Linked DNA regions of Cydia pomonella: region 2 is linked to region 1. The links are chromatin contacts, called in public Hi-C maps. All regions are on one chromosome and are shown on one strand. Each heading gives the region's core, a stretch centred on a gene start, on an enhancer-like site or on the middle of the called end of the contact. The rest is flanking DNA. Distances are from core to core; before and after follow the strand shown.

Region 1 (5,651 bases), core at 1,373-3,872:
TATACAATATACTTTGCCATATACGTATTATAACAATTTCATTGGAAATCTAAATAACAAACTTACATTTAGTTTTTAAAAAATCTACCCTAATCTTCCTATACAAAGTAATTATTATTGACCACCATCGTTTGTTCATATTTTTCGACTACATGTCACTTATACGAATATGTAAGTTATCGACTGCAAAATAACCATGCCTACTCATCTTGATTGCCCTAGTGCCCCACATATTGAAAAGTGCCATCTCTTGACAACAACATAACTATACTTAACGTTGCTACTCGCCACTAGATGTCTAAAATATTTGGTATTTAGCGCCACCTATGAAACAGAATGAAAATCATAGAAGACTTCTTTGTAAGGTAGTCCAACTAATAACTTGTTTCAACAATAGGTGTCGCTAGCACGAAGCAGATGTGTATTGCCAGGAAAAAAAAATTAGTATGGGGAAAACTTTCTCTAAATGTAGGCATTTACAGACCTTGAAATAAATATGCGATTTTGAATATTACAGTGCAGGCTTAGTAGGGCCGCAATGTATTGTAAATCGCATGTGATTATCGGTGAGGTTTTGTAGAGGCCATTTGACAGAAATATTATAAATTTTCAAGCAAATCAAGACGACGATCTCAAGTCCAGGACAGTTAGAACTCTCGGAACCAAGGTGCTTTCATACAAGGGGAGTAAGTACTGTCAAACAAGTGAATCTATAAAGTCAATTAACTTCACTTCATGTATTCGCAATTTATATTCATTCACGACGTTTATATTCATGAAAATGATAATTAATTACATACGTATGGTAACATTCATTCAATTGTCACTTGATTTGATAGTCACCCTAAAGAAAGAATGGCACAGAAGTCTCCCTCAGGCTTAGGAGAACACAATGCCATCTTCAATATTTCAAGTCTTGGAACAAAAGTCAGATTATGGGATGTTTCCCTATAACTGGCTCATAAATACTTTTTTCAAAACAATGGCAGCATTGGTAGTGACCTTGCCTATGAAGCCGATGATCATGAGTTCAAATTCCGATAAGGGCATTTATTTATGTGATCGGCAGATCAGCACAGATATTTGTTCCCAAGTCATGAGTGTTTTCTATGTATTTAAGTATTTACATATTATATATATAGTTGTCTGAGTCATAAATAATCTGCATTAAGCTTTCGGGTTTATCATCATTGGAAGTAGAAGTGACAACTGTAAAAAGTTGTCATAAGCTCATAAGACAGATAGAGTCAGACCCAACTAAGTGTAAGTTGGCAGCGATTTTGATAGTCAAAGACTTACTTGACTTAAAGTCCTACGTCCCCTAGGTGGGACAGAGGGCGTCCACAGTGCGCTGCCATCTCGTTCTGTCTTGGGCTGCGCTACGTGCTTCGCCTTAGGCCATGATAGCCCGATTGCTGTCAACTCGGATGCCATTGAACGCCGCCAGGACTGTTTGGGACGGCCTGATCCTCTCTTGCCATGCAGGGTCCATTCTAGGGCTTGCCTATTAGGGATGTGGTCGAGATCCCTTCTAAGAGTGTGACCGATCCAGGTTCACTTGCGGCGCGCGATCTGGTGACCGATCGAAGTTTCACGGCAGGTATCTGATAGGCGAACATTAGATATTCTCTCGGGCCAGTATATCCCGAGAATCTGTCGAAGGCACCGGTTAACAAACACAATCCGCCGCGTGATGTCCATAGTGACCCTCCACGTCTTGCATCCATATATCAGCACGGTTTTCACGTTCGATCGGAAAATTTTCAATTTTACTCCTCTCGTCAGTTTTCGAGACCGCCATATAGGACGAAGCTGTGCGAAGGTTGCCTTAGCTTTGAGTATCCTAGAAGTGATGTTCTCTTTAGTTCCTCCGGTTTTTGACACAACGCTACCCAGGTAAATGTATGTACTCGCTCTATCTGCTCAGCGCCTAGATTTAGCGCTAGCGGGTTTCCCCCCTTCGTACGCATTGCTTGGGTCTTCCGGGAGTTGATTGTTAGCCCATCGGTCCTAGCCTCTCGCTGTAAGTCGTCTAGTTTCGCTTGCATGTCGGCGTGTTTGTGGCTAAGCAGGCAGATGTGATCAGCGTAATCTAGGTCATCCAGCTGACCAGTTAACCCCCACTCTATGCATCGGCGTTTACCATCATTTACGTGGTGCATAATTCCGTTCAAGACGATGAGACAGCAAGGAAGATAGGGAGATATCTTCGGAATAAGGCCGTCGTGTACGACTTTGCTGTCGTAGTTATTGTACACAATTTTTAATAGGTCTCGCAGCTTAGGTGGAACTCTAATCTCATCCAAAGAGTAGTATAATATAGTTGATAGCCCAGGCTGTATAAACGTCATAATTTCATGAGTTTTTGAAGTTTATTATAACATTTGCACTGTTTCGGCTATTTTAATGTATACTTCTACAGACCTTGCAATGAATCACATACGGTTTTAGATAATTGCCGGCTAAGTAGGTGCAATGAATACAATTGATAGACCAAAATCCGCCGCAACAATTATGAGTGAAGCCAGTATACTTCCGTTTGACGTTTGAATCGCAGTCAAAATGTGCAGTTTTTAAATTTATAGCTGGTATCACTACGTTAGGGCGCAGGGCGATCAAGCAGAGTTAGCAGAGGTAGAGTGGAGAGGGTGGCTAGTTGGGAACGTCAGGATCGGATGGGGATTGGTTTGTCGTGATTTTTTACAGGTGTGATTTGTGTTGTGTTTATATAGTTTATAAATGAAAACACTTCTTATTTCATTTTCTAAAGACAATACCAACACAAGAAACCTGCATATACACGGACGCTGCAGTGTCAACACATTTCGAGAAGCCCGGGGTTTGGTCATGTGAATTTGTGTAAGTATTATAAATTTGATTATTTTTTATAAATAATGTTACTCTTAAGTATTTAAATCTGCCTAGATATTTATAACAGCTTGATTACGTTAAAGTTTCAGCCGGTTTTTGTTTCTTAAGTTCGGTATTTGGGTGAGGTCATTCATACCTTACCTTATCTAGGAATAGATAATAATATTAATGTTTGGGTAATGCATCGTAGTAATATTGAAAACAGAAGGTTAGGGTTGATACTAGAAATGTTTACGCGTATGTTACAAACCTTACGGCCGGAATTGCAGGTTTGATCCTTGCTTTCAAAAGGAGTACTTAAAATAAATAATTCCAGGTGTGAGTGTGACCCAACTTCCTGTGAAAAGTGGTTGCTATCAAAGTCCCAAGACCAAGCGTATTAACTCCAGACTAAGTTTTTCTCTTGTTGATCACCATTAAATCCAAGATTTTTATTTATTTAACTTTGTATCTTTAATAATTTTATATTAAACACCTGTGTATTGGTATTTGGTTTAGGCTCTCATCATTGGGATGAAAATTCATATAGGTAGTCAACTTAGCAAAGCCCTCTCCATATTAGTAATTTCAATTTCATTAAGTAGTGTACCAATGACAGCACCAGAAACATACATACAAGTGCTTATCTTAACCTCAATCATAAAACTTCATTCATCATTCTTATCTAAGTAGTTTTCCAAGTGCATCCTGAGGACGCTTCAGCTCTAATTTTTGGTAATCTATTTCCAAAAATTGTCTTTTTTGATATGACAGACCGGTCTGCCTATTTGGTAGTGGCCCTGCCTATGAAGCCAATGGTCCCAGGTTTAAATCTCAGTAAGGGCATTTATTTGTGTATTGAACACAGATAGTTGTTCCTGAGTCATGGGTGTTTATGTATTTAAGTATGTATTAAGATATACATATGTCTATTGTCTTCTGTTACCCATGTTACAAGCTTTGCTTAGATAAGGACTAGGTGGATCTGTGTAAGATTGTCCCAAAATATTTATTTATTTTATTTATTCTGTGAGCTGACATATGACTTTTCAAACTTGGCATTATTTTGATTAGTTGCCTTTCTTGACATAGTTATAATAAATCCTTGACAAAGTGTGATTGGTAAATTATCTAATTTCGAAAAAGTTGGCAATCTATAAGGTAGAAATAAGTTTCTGACAAAAATTATGTTTTTTGTGCACACTTTTCTTTGCTTCGCTGACTGTACTCTTCTTTCCACAGGCAACTAATGCTCATCGAGACAATTCTAAAAACCCTAAACACAATTAGTCTGTATTGTTTTATCACAGAGTTCCTATGGTCACCTCCAGTCTCCATCATCAGATCAGCTTGATGGTACCATAATATTGCATTGTCACCGGACTTAGTTATTATGTATTAAAATTTTAAGCTTCATCGGAAAATGGGAAGTGGGTCAATATAACTTGGAAGTTTGGATTACAGATCCACCAGACCACAGGATTGTTGAAACTAAATGAAAGCTTGTAAAAAAAAATATTTATTTATAGACTCACATAGGTAGTAGCGCAGTAGTCACAACTGTCACAAGGCAACATTAGACGCTTGAATAGGTGACATGGTTTAAACACATTAAACCCACAACCTTTGGTTTGGAAGTGTCACCCCTACTACTATTACTGCTTAGCCAACAGTAATTGGTTTGGAAGTGTCACACCTACTCCTATTACTGCTAAGCCAACAGTGCTTGGTTAAGAAGTGTCACACCTACAACCTACTAGAGTCTGTGTGGAAAGAGAAGAGTTGTGAAATGTATGGGAGTCAATACATTCTATGACTCTTCTTTTCCCACACAGACTGGATTACTGCTAAGCCAACAGTACTCAATCTATTTCTCATATGTGATGAAATACAATGTAAACTATATAGCAACACTCAAGGGAGCGGACACTTTGGGATGATATTGAGAGTATATTGAGTGACATAGTTATTTTAACAATGATAATTCTAACATTACTTAAGGAAATATATTTTAGTTAAGGAATAAAATTAATACATTCACAATAGTTTTTATTAATTGCAGGAAACAATTTACATACCTGATAACATTATAAGGAAAAAGGAATAATTATCCTGTTGGCCAGAAGTTAAGAGAACACTCTAAATAGCTAGTTGAATTGTTGACCAATAATTAAGAAGTTATATAGAAAAGTGAAGTACAACATGTTAGGATGAATTATTTATTATTTATTGGGACAACATAAGACGATAATACAGTAAATAAAGTTACATGAACTAACTAATAATTAAAACTCATCTTCCTGTTATACCTTGTTTATAAAATTTAGAATTATAATGTGTTAAGGTGCCCTGAGACTGTGTTTACCTCTTTGGATGTCTAGACTTTATCTCTCGCGGAAGTAGCTGCCAGCCCTTTGGTCATCTGAGACATCCACGAGGCATTGGGAAATCTCTTCATATGGGTATTTTGCGCTGGGCCCCCATGGTCCCAAAGTTTCGACGCCAAACGGCGCAAATATCTAGCCCATTAGGATTATATTTCACCTTAAAATTGTAACAAGCCAGATGGACTGGGTATGAAATACTTGAATTACACTACTCTCTCTGTGGTACACATGTGGGTAAGACCGCTAAAGCTAATGCCTTGTGGTAAAGGAACAGGGACATAATATGTTTATAAGCTTTCAAAATCATTAAATAGTTGGTAAGGTGCATGTGATAGGTTCTCTGACCTGTACATGATACCCATAAGTATCTAATGATTTTTTTTTTCTTTGTATGGAGGAGATTATTTCAAAGAT
Region 2 (5,441 bases), core at 1,846-4,345, 320 kb before region 1:
GTAAATTCGCTGTGACAGACAGATAGACAGACATACCACGAGAGATCCTATAGTGCGTTTTTTTTTCAATTCGGAAATACGTACATAAATATCCCTAAAAAAGCTACAATTTCTTTCACCCACTATCATTACTACATGCGAAGTGAAAATAAAAATAAACAAAATTGCGCTGCTAATCACTTTATAGTATTTATGGGTAATCTATAATGATATATAAATTAAAATTAAGCAGATTGGATCTATAATTATACCATTTTTCTGTGCTTAAACTATTCAATAAAGATGTATGTTTATCCATTTCATGTAAAAAGGGCGCAAGTGTATATATCGAATCAATATTTTGTGGCTAATAAAGCTACATGTTTATTTGCGGCTGGGAATATTTTGTGCAACAAAGGCATATGTGACTTTGTGACTACCATTTTTAAGTTATATAACAGTATGATACAAGCAGAAAATAACACCAATAAAACATTATTAACACGTTTCTTTCAAAAAATATGTTAGTACCACATAGACCCGTAAAAAACAGACGCAACTGAACTTACATCGTCGCGTGCGCAGCTAAGGCGCTTGTGGTAACATCGGGAAACAACGACGCACGTGCGGTAGCGGCATTATTTCATTTTCAACTGATCACATGCGTCGGTGTTCGCTTGCTTTATTTAAGAATCTAATAAAGATACAGAAAAAAGGATTTTTGTTTTTGATAGTATACAACATTTGTGTAACTTTCGCGAGATAAAATCGATTTTGGTATAAAGTCACATGTGGCTTTATTGCACCAAGGGTACGAATTATTGATTTTATATTCACTTAAATCTTTCGTCTTAAGAGATATTTTTCCCGATTGATTAGTAGTGTAAGTACTATAAATGGAGTCATATTTTTAGGTATGTACTTACTCTATTCGTCGTTTCGCGATCTCTTTTTATACTACGTCAGTGGCAAACAAGAATACGGCCCGCCTGATGGTTAGCAGTTTCCGTAGCCTATGTACGCCTGCAAATCCAGAGGAGTTACATGCGCGTTGCCGACTCTAACAACCCTCCCTCCCCTCGTTGAGCTCTGGCAACCTTACTCACCGGCAGGAACACAATACTATGAGTAGGATCTAATGTTATTTGACTGCGGTAAGAGGCTGCGGAGTTCTCTGCTCTAATCTGGAATGACATCCGCTGTGCTGTGCCCTACCACACAAAGCGACTGTCTTGTGGACGACTGTCTTGTGGACGTAGTAAGGCCGTACCCGGTTCCAAACATAGATAGTTATATAATATAGATAGTTATTTGATACAAACCACAACTAACCGTTTTCGAGCTGACTGCCTACGCTATAAAATATAGGCTATTCCAGAAACCTGTTAGCTCGTTAGTGAATAACAACTCAATCAACCTGCCATTAAATCACACGTGAACATCATTAATGTTAACGAATCGTTTCACCATGTCATTCCGTCCCCAGCCAAAGCTCCAACTTTATAGAATTAAAAAAAAAAACTCTAAGGAGTCTCGCACAATTTAGCTGTCAGTCAACCCTATGGTTCTGTAAAGGTTTTGTCTGACATGTGCACACAATGATCCTTCATAATGTTCACGCTGTGTCCGGGCATAAAAGTCCCCTATTGTATTACAAATAATCCGTAAAATTAATGGCTGCTCCTTTGCGTAGGAATTAAAGCTGTGAAAAAATATCCTTTGGGAAGTTGGATTTAATTTTTCTCAAAATCATCTATTCAGAGCTTTAAATAAGTTTTCGAAATAGGCAATGCAGCTTTGAATAAAGCGTAGGTGAGTATTTAAGAAGACTAAAGGTCCACCAGATTGTCCTTATATGGTTAAAGGGTGTCACTTGAGTAATTGGGATGCTCGGAAGGTACATGTATATATCACATGGGTGTAACTTGCAAGATTTGATTCAGAGAGACATCGAGACATGTTTGGACCCGGCTACGTCCTTAAACTACGTCCAAAAGAGAGGTATGGGCATTCTGAATGTCATCACGCTTTGTGTGGTAGGGCACAGGGTCCAGATTTAGATCAGAGCCCAACTGGGGAAGTCCCTCCTTACAGAAAACCGCAGCCAAATAACACTAGACCCTACTCATAGTTTGTGTTCCTGCCGGTGAGTAAGGTTGCCAGAGCTCAACGAGGGTGCGGAGTGTTAGGATCGGCAACGCGCAAGTTGCAGGCGTACATACGCTACGGAGACGGCAGGCAGGCAGGCCGTATGCTTGTTTGCCACTGACGTAATATAAAATAACCGGCCAAGAGCATGTCGGGCCACGCTCAGTGTAGGGTTCCGTAGTTACTCTTCCGTCACAATAAGCTAAACTGGAGCTTAAAGTATAGTAAATTGTTAAACAAGGGATGAAACGGTACCTTTCACCTGAGTTAAACAAATAGGCAAATTTGCATAATCAGTACCTAATTAAAATAAGTCTTTTTACTATGAAGGGAAAACTTTTTGCGATAACTCAAAAACAGCTAAACTGATCATGTCCGTTATAGTTTTCATTTAATGTCTTTCTTAAGCTCTACTTTCACGATTTTTTTCATATTTTTTGGACCTATGGTTCAAAAGTTAGAGGGGGGGGGACACATTTTTTATTTCTTTCGGAGCGATTATCTCCGAATATATTCACTTTATCAAAAAATGTTTCTTAAAAACCCCTATTAGTTTTGAAAGACCTTTCCAACGATACCCCACACTAGAGGGATGAAGCTAAAAAAAAAATTCACCCCCACTTTACGTGTAGGGGAGGTACCTTAAACAAAATTAAATTTTTAGATTTTATTGTACGACTTTGTCGGCTTTATTGATTTATATATCCATGCCAAATTTCAGCTTTCTAGCACTAACGACCACGGAGCAAAGCCTCGGACAGACAGACAGACAGACAGACAGACTATAAGGGTTCCGTTTTATGCCATTAGGCTACGGAACCCTAAAAAGAGGTAGGTATGGTATGGCCATGATAGACAAAGAACCTAAGCGGCGTTTGGTTTCAAATCGACATACGGTCATTCGGTCTACTAGCGCCATCTAACGGTATGCCTCTGAATCATCAGAAACATTACATGATAATTTATAATCTTAATAACCGATGAACTCTCAACACATAACGAAAAAAAAAAAAAATTGTAAAGTATTGTATTCCATTCGCCTTAATATTTACGGTTTACGGTAATTATTTAACTTGTCATGTTGGTCAACTGAGTTTTGTCTGTAGCTAAATCTAAAATGGTAGTATTTTTTGTTAGTGAAAGTAAACAACTCTGTCTATGGTTATTTAAAAACATTCCATGGTCAAGATCCAAAATCTTCTCAACTCGTATCCAATGACATGTCAAGAATTTGACAGTTTCACATATTTATCCATATTTTCACACTAGAAAGTAGCTTGTGTCTTAGGATTTTATCACTTGAAATTAGTGTTATTCGTCCCATAAAGCTGTTTCTCTAAAATACATGCCTTGAGTAAAACAACGTATTTATCATCTTCAAAACTGTTTTTTCTAAACGGAGGTCAGTCCCTTCTGTTTCGATTATGGATATTTTTTGTTGATAGCGATTCCAACGTCATTAATAAAATTATCGAAACCTGACAACAAACATAGATTCGATCGATGTTATTGTACCACGCATTTGGCAACTTTTGGACCTACGTCCTCTAACAGTGACAGGAGGTTAATATCTGAAGTGTTCTACTATTATTTCTTCTTCTAGGTGGCATGCGTAAAATGCGATTGAGATAGTGCGTTTACCATCCAGTACACCAAAGTTGAAGCCATGAGTAATGCAGGAGGCCCCCAGATAATGAATAACTTGCCACCAGGAGTGAATCCTGAGAACAACTTGCTGCCAGGAGGGCCAATATTGAATGCCACAATGAATCGTAATAGGAATAATAATCAAAATCCTTTATTCAATGTGAGAGAAAGGCTGTTTCATGCTTTGTTTTTTAAATTTGCTGTAGCCTATGCAAGGACATTTCCGAGGCCAGTGAGGAGGTTCTTTGAGTTCCTCGTGCTATTAAAAGCAATTGTGGCTTTCTTTGTGCTTGCTTATATTCATATAGCATTTTCGAGGACACCAACCACCTGTTTGAACCATGTGAAGGACTCATGGCCTAGAGATGGTATACTGCGGGTCGAAATATTAAGGAATCCGGCTCATGACTATACTATTGAGCAGAGTTATGCTAAGGAGAATAAATTAAAAAAAGACAATGATGACACCCCAACGTTGGGCATTTTGGCTACTGAAGGGTGAGTGTTTAATTTTATTTTATGTTCATTTGTTGTACAAAGATAACAAATACAAGTTGCATGAATTTAATATTAAATATTTGTGATCAAGTATAAATCTATAGGAATTATAGTGATGGATGAGTAGCCTTACCATGACTGCCTTGTCAGTGTCAAACTGACATATTTGTAACTTACTGCGTACTTAATTTCTATACAACTCGCTTGTACTGAAATTCCAATACGGCCAAGATGCATAGAAAGTAAGTTATGCTCATGTTAGTGCATATGTCATTGTCAGTCATGGTAAGACTACAAAACAGAACTACAAACTAGGTACAAAACAGGGCTGACTAAATTTACCTTATTTAGTGTCTACAATCATGTAGTGTAATATTAACACATAACTAGAAATACTACAGATTTGGAATTATTTCAAAATATGAAATTACAATATAATATATATATTACTAATCTGTATAATTTATATTATGATCAACAAAGAAAATTTATTACATACAATTATAAAATGTCTAGAAATATAGGTACATATGAATCATCATCAAAAATCAATACTTAATAAATTCTTCACAATGTCAAATAGATAATGAAATAATAATAAATTATGGAAAAATGACAGTATAGCTAGTCAATATCTAGATGTATATGTACATAATGTTGTGTATTAGTGTTATTAGTTTAACCTCTTGCCCGTGTATGGTAAGGATCCTGACCGAATTATTAGCATTTTACAACATTTTGGTGGGAATTTTTCTGTGCTCTATCTCGCACAACACATTTGAACCCACATTTTTTGAATTTGTGACAACACACAAAAGGCTGAGACAAATATTGTATCAAAAGATGATTTTCCAGCCAAGAAAAAAATTGTGAAAATGTTTGTTTATCTGATTTTCACAATACATATTTTTTGTCTAAATAAGATGCTTGACACCTCTCAAATCAAACAATCATATACAAGTGCCCTAGTACTCAAGTTTGCATATGTCTTGCAAGATGACCCTGACATTTAAGTGATTTTGTTTAAGCCTATTAGAGTTGAGTCAGAAGGTTGCAATTGTACTTCAATGTCATTGAAGTTGAGATTTTTGCAATAATGAATACAGTCCATTGATTAAGAAAATTTCAAAGGGTATTGTTTAAAATAAGGGCTTCCATTATTTTAATCC

The links. A called contact is a pair of places that touch in the nucleus more often than the background predicts.
Region 2: a Hi-C map of whole body shows a contact between it and region 1, with 6 times the contacts expected there. The contact joins the promoter of LOC133527487 here to the promoter of LOC133527585 in region 1. A contact is called at or near these places in 2 of 2 Hi-C or Micro-C datasets (both in whole body).

What each region holds. Positions count from the first base shown.
Region 1 is chr18:11,821,162-11,826,812 of ilCydPomo1, reverse strand. LOC133527585 (dystroglycan 1) reads left to right here and starts at 2,622. Exons shown (of 20, transcript XM_061864645.1): 1 at 2,622-2,859.
Region 2 is chr18:12,144,158-12,149,598 of ilCydPomo1, reverse strand. It overlaps LOC133527487 (membralin), which reads left to right and starts at 3,095. Exons shown (of 11, transcript XM_061864512.1): 1 at 3,095-3,187; 2 at 3,731-4,272. The coding sequence starts at 3,794.